Linked DNA regions of Sus scrofa: region 2 is linked to region 1. The links are chromatin contacts, called in public promoter capture Hi-C maps. All regions are on one chromosome and are shown on one strand. Each heading gives the region's core, a stretch centred on a gene start, on an enhancer-like site or on the middle of the called end of the contact. The rest is flanking DNA. Distances are from core to core; before and after follow the strand shown. Region 1 holds the start of RAI14 (retinoic acid induced 14). Region 2 holds the start of RAD1 (cell cycle checkpoint protein RAD1).

Evidence for each region. Promoter capture Hi-C pulls out the DNA fragments that hold promoters and counts their contacts.
Region 2: a promoter capture Hi-C map of liver shows a contact between it and region 1, with 4 times the contacts expected there. The contact joins the promoter of RAD1 here to the promoter of RAI14 in region 1. A contact is called at or near these places in 1 of 5 promoter capture datasets (liver) and 2 of 47 Hi-C or Micro-C datasets (heart right ventricle and liver).

The regions. Positions count from the first base shown.
Region 1 is chr16:20,267,470-20,270,000 of Sscrofa11.1, reverse strand. It overlaps RAI14 (retinoic acid induced 14), which reads right to left and starts at 1,273. Exons shown (of 20, transcript NM_001128462.1): 1 at 1,169-1,273.
Region 2 is chr16:20,510,905-20,513,435 of Sscrofa11.1, reverse strand. It overlaps RAD1 (cell cycle checkpoint protein RAD1), which reads left to right and starts at 1,264. Exons shown (of 8, transcript XR_308376.3): 1 at 1,264-1,398; 2 at 1,854-2,118. It overlaps BRIX1 (BRX1, biogenesis of ribosomes), which reads right to left and starts at 1,155. Exons shown (of 10, transcript NM_001244824.1): 1 at 962-1,155. The coding sequence starts at 1,135.

The DNA.
Region 1 (2,531 bases), core at 24-2,523:
AGGAACCCGCGAGGTCCAGGTGAGCGGCCTTGAGTCCGCAGATTTGCCCCAATCGTTGGAAACAAAGTTTCCCTGAGCTGGGCTCCTTGGAGAAGCGCAAGCTTGGCTATACAGCCCAGGTGCTGCGAGGTCACTTGTAACGTCTCCACTTTACCGTGGGCTCCGTCTGCCTGGATGGAGTCTGTCTGCAGCCTCTCCCGGCTCTGAGCCTACCCCTCTTCACAAAAGCGGGGTACGAGGTCCAAACGCAAAGGAAAGCGTCAGCTAGGGGTTAGCAGATGAACTCTGCAAACTGCAGAAACTAAACAACAGACACAAAAACCTGCCCAAGCCAGCACTGAAGAGAGGGTGGGTTAGGGAGGGTACCCACCCTGCAGAGCAGAGGTTGGAGTGGATGGCGGGCGGGAGCCCTTCTCTCGGCTCCACATCCTCCCTCCTCCCCAAGTCCCAGCTACTCGGAGTCGGCCCGAACTCCAGCATCTTTCCTCCCAGCCCTTCTCGGAGCTGCGCTAGGGAAAAGGACAAGAAGAACCGGGAGCGGGGGTCAGTCCCGCGCCCGGAGCGGCGTCGCCTGCACCCTTGCACCAGCTGAGGGCTCCTGAAGTCAGAAAAGGAACAATAGCGGACCCTCGGCCGCCCCAGCCCGCCGAGTCTCCCGCTCGCGCCTTCCTCCCACCTCCTCCAAGTTCAGCGCGGAGGCGCGTCGAGTCCAGAAGCGGGGACCCGGGGGAGTCAGGCGCCGGACCGGCCAGGCAGGTGGGACAGGGAGCTGACTGGGCGCAGCCAGAACGCCCTGCCGGGGGCTGGTCATTCATTCCCACCCGCGCTCCCTCCGCAACCACCCTTGCCTCAGCCGGCCTACGAGTCGCGGGGGCCGGTAGGAGAGGACCCCTCTCCCAACTTGGCTCGTCCTCCCTCTCTACTCTGACCCCCCACCATCCTCCTCTTCCTCTGTTTCTCAATCTGTCCTCGGCAGACAGTTGGCGGCCGGCGGGGACAAGAGAGCGGTGACGGGACCCTCGCAGCCACCCCGCCAAGCCCCTCTGCCCGGCGCGCCGTCCGCGCCTCCTCGCCGCCTCCCTCATCCGAGTCCCAGACACAAAGGCGGGGACCGTAGCCGAGGACCCCGCTCCCGGGAGCTTCCCAACTCTCAGCGCCGCGAACTCACCCCATCGAGACGGCGGCGGCTCCCGGGCCCCGCTGGCTGCGCCACCCCGCCCGCCGCTTCCCCAGGAAAACGCGGCCGCCGGGCTCGCTTCCTGCTCGGCTTCCTGCGCCTCGGTCCCTCCTCCTCCTCCCCCGCTGCGGGGGTCAGTGGGCGCCGCGGCTCCCGGGCTGGGCCGGCGGGGCGGGGGCAGCGGCAGCACCACCACGTGGCCGCCCGGCGCCGGCCCCCGCCGACCCGGATCCCGCGGGAGCGGGGAGGGAGGTGCTAACCATTCCCCTCCCCTTCCCCCCCGCGCGGCCCCAAATTCCGCGAGTCAGGTGATCCGGCCCCGCGCTCCGGCCGGGACCTGCTGGAGGTGCTCCCGCCCGGCGGCCGCCCCCTCCTCAGGCCCGCGCGCCGTGGCGTCCGCGGCTTGCTTTCAGTTTTCCCCAGATCGTGGGACCCTCCCCCGTGGATCTGTTTGAGCCTCATCACCTGAAGTTAATGGAAACCACCGGGTTTAAGACGGATGAGATCCTGAATAGTCTTCCTTTCTGGTTAATGTCCAAAGTCGTTTGTGGTCGTGGGGGTGTTGTAAAGTCACTCATCCGAGCTCCTTTAAGTCGGTTGTTTTCTCCAAAATTCTTGAACAGAAAGTAAACTAGAATACGCTCATATTCTCTGGACTGAACCAGTTGGTTGGAGTGACTGTTCCAAACACTCCTCAGGTGGCAGGAGAAGACTCCCAGCGTTGTGTTGCCCAGGCGCTGGGAAGGAGAAACCGACAGCCTGAACTGAGCGACACCTCTGGGAATGCCCGCCCTGCGAGGTCTGGGATGCAAAGGGGGCTGGCCACACACACACACACCTCCAGAGTTTCTTCTTTACACACACACACACACACACACACACGCCCCTCGAGAGTTTCTTACACACACACATCCCTCGAGAGTTTCTTCTTTCCCCAGCTGCTGAGCCTGGCGTTTGAATGGTGACAGACTCCTCCTTTAATTCCAGGGATTGCAAACCTCTCTACCTCTCACTTAATTTGGATCAGCTTTGCCACTCATTGGTCAAGCTAACCAGCTATGGCTTAAAAAGTCTTTTTTCTCCAAAACCCCTGTGCTTTCCCTGTTAACTCTACATCCTTTGCTGAGGGCAGACAGCTTCTTGAATAAATAAGCAGTATGAGACCTTTTCTGGTGAGATCCACTCTAAATCAATTGAACTTCTTTAAAAAAGCAATTCCAACAAAAATGAAATTCTCCTTGCCAGAGGTCAATTTACAATGTCTCGGCCAGATCTTTAGGACTTGGAGACAGACGTTATCTGTACCCCCTCATCACCCACCCACCACCAAGCCAAGGGGACAGCCTGTCTTAGC
Region 2 (2,531 bases), core at 15-2,514, 240 kb before region 1:
TTTCATAAAAAGCAAATCATATTTTCTTCCTTTCAATTTGCAGGTGAGAAAAGAGCTCAAAACGTCCCTGTTAAGAGCAGGGCTACAATTCAAGCTCATCTTTCATTCCTCAAAGCTCACTCCTTTCCCAATGCTTGCCACCCCACCAAACCATTAAGGGTCATTTATTACTCGCTAGCGTGTCAAACAGAGATCTGGCAAAGCTGAAGGTCGACAGAGAAGTTTATGAAACAAATGTTAACTCTAGTCTCCACAATATTTGACCTGGCTTAAGGAGCTCTCAGTCGAATTAAAGTTAGCAGCAACTTGTGCTCACCTTGTTTTGAGCAAAAAACATATAAGTTCCTAGTTTCCTTCTAAACTGAAGTGGTCACATTCTAGTTTTGCAATCCCAAGGCAGGGGAAACCTAACTTCTCACCGTGCCCGGCACGTTAAAACTTCATGAATACAAGAAAAGCTCACGTTATCTTGTCTAGCTTTCATTACCCCGAGATCAAGCAAGTCAAATTCACAATCCCAAGAAAAGGAACTTTTTAAAGGGCCACATAACAAGCTTTAGGATTCCTAACTAACCATACCTAACTATGTCGGTATATGGAAGTATTACTCTAAGGGATACACTCAATAGCGAGGAATAACTTTAATTGGTAAAACTATTACTCTCCAACAACAACAACAATAGGGGAGTAAATGGAAGACTAAACGCTGGAATTAAGACCCTCAAAGTCGCTTCTCTGTGACCCTCTAAAAGCTCTGAAGCCCACCCAGGTGCTCAGCCCGCGCCTCCAGGAGGGCAGCCATGTGTCCAAGCTTTAGCTATAAACCTGGTAGCCAGTCCAGCTGGAAGGGCTGAAAACGACCTCCAGGAACACCTCAGAAACTCCGAAACCCGCAGAGCCATAATCAAATAGGTAGCCTCAGAGAAGGCGTGCGGAGCCGCGGCCGCAGAGCCCACTCTACCTTGCAAACCGGGCCCGGAATACGATTTCTATCTTCCTCCTCCGCTTCCTCTGCCACCTCGCTTGACTTAGCAGGCGGCTTGGCGTCTTTTTCGCTTCTTTTCAGCTTTTTCGCCGGACCAGCCGGGCCTCCACGCCGTTTCCTCTTGGTTGCCGCCATCTTGCTTCCCGCCATCTTGCTCCCCAGCTTCTCTCTGGGCCTTCCTTCCGGCTGCGCCGCTCGCTCCGCTTTCCCATCTCTATGGTCCCGGGGCTGGGCTCGGCAGTCCTCCAGCTCTAGGTGCCTCTTTCCGGTCTCTGTGGTACCGGATGCCAGACTCTCTAGGCTTTGTCTATCTCTGTGGTGACGGTGCTGACGGGGCTGGCGGGTCTGAAAAAGTGGCGGGAGCCGCTCCACTTCCTCCCCGGCTGCCAGGGAGCTGCGTCCCGACCCCAAAGGTGGGTTTGGGCGCTTGGCATATCGAGACTAGTAAACGGGTGCAGTCCCGCGGCGGGTTGGTGCGCCGCGTTGTCTGGGGCTTTTGGAGGATCCGAGGACCACCCCCACCCCTTGTCTGTTAGGGACGAGGTTGGCTGCGTGGACAGCTCAAAACCGACTCTTTGGTGATACGCAGCCTCATCTTGGCGTGGCGAAGCTGGCCCGAGTAGAATGATGTTGTTGTTGTTGGGTGTTTTCATCGTTCAGTTTTTCATGGTTACTGTCGTCTTACTGAAGACGAGGAAACCGTAGCTTAAAGAGATAATTTCCCCCAAAGTTAGACAGTTAAGTGGCAGAAGTGGGGTTCAATCCCTGGTCGGTCGAGTTCACCGTCCAGGCCTCTTCCACTTGGCTCAGCGCAGGTTGAGATCGCGGGCTTAGCCAGCATTGACGGGAGTTTGTCTGATCTCATCAGGTGTTCCGCGACCAGCGGGAGCAGGTGTTGGCATCAGGAGCCGCTCTCCGGGCGGAATGCGCAGTGAACCATGCCCCTCCTAACACAACAGATCCCAGATGAGAGTGATTACAGTTTAGTGGCCAGCCTCGACAACGTGAGGAATCTCTCCACTATCTTGAAGGCTATTCATTTCCGAGAACATGCCACCTGTTTCGCTACTAAAAATGGAATCAAGGTCACAGTGGAAAATGCAAAGTGTGTGCAAGCAAATGCTTTTATTCAGGTATGAAAGTAGTCACCTTTAAGCCTGGGACTTAGTGATATTCTTCACCCCAGACAATGAAGGTCTTAATTGATATCATTTAAGTTAAAGAGCAAAATATCATTACTTGAATTCTTTTTCTCTCCTGGTAACAAATTCTTCTGCAATCTTGTTTAACAGAGATAATGGTTAATAATAATAATAATGTCTAGAATATATTAAGCTAAACTATAGGCCGGGCACTCTTCTGAGCGTTTTATATGTTTAACTCATTTAATCCTCAGAGAATAGTCTTTGATGTAGGTTCTGTTATTATTCTCATTTTTACGTATGTGGAAACTGAGACACTGTTAAGTGATTTGTCAACAGTCCTACAGCTGGCAAGCAGCTGAATTGGGATAAGAACCCAGGACATTTGTTTCCATAGCATATGC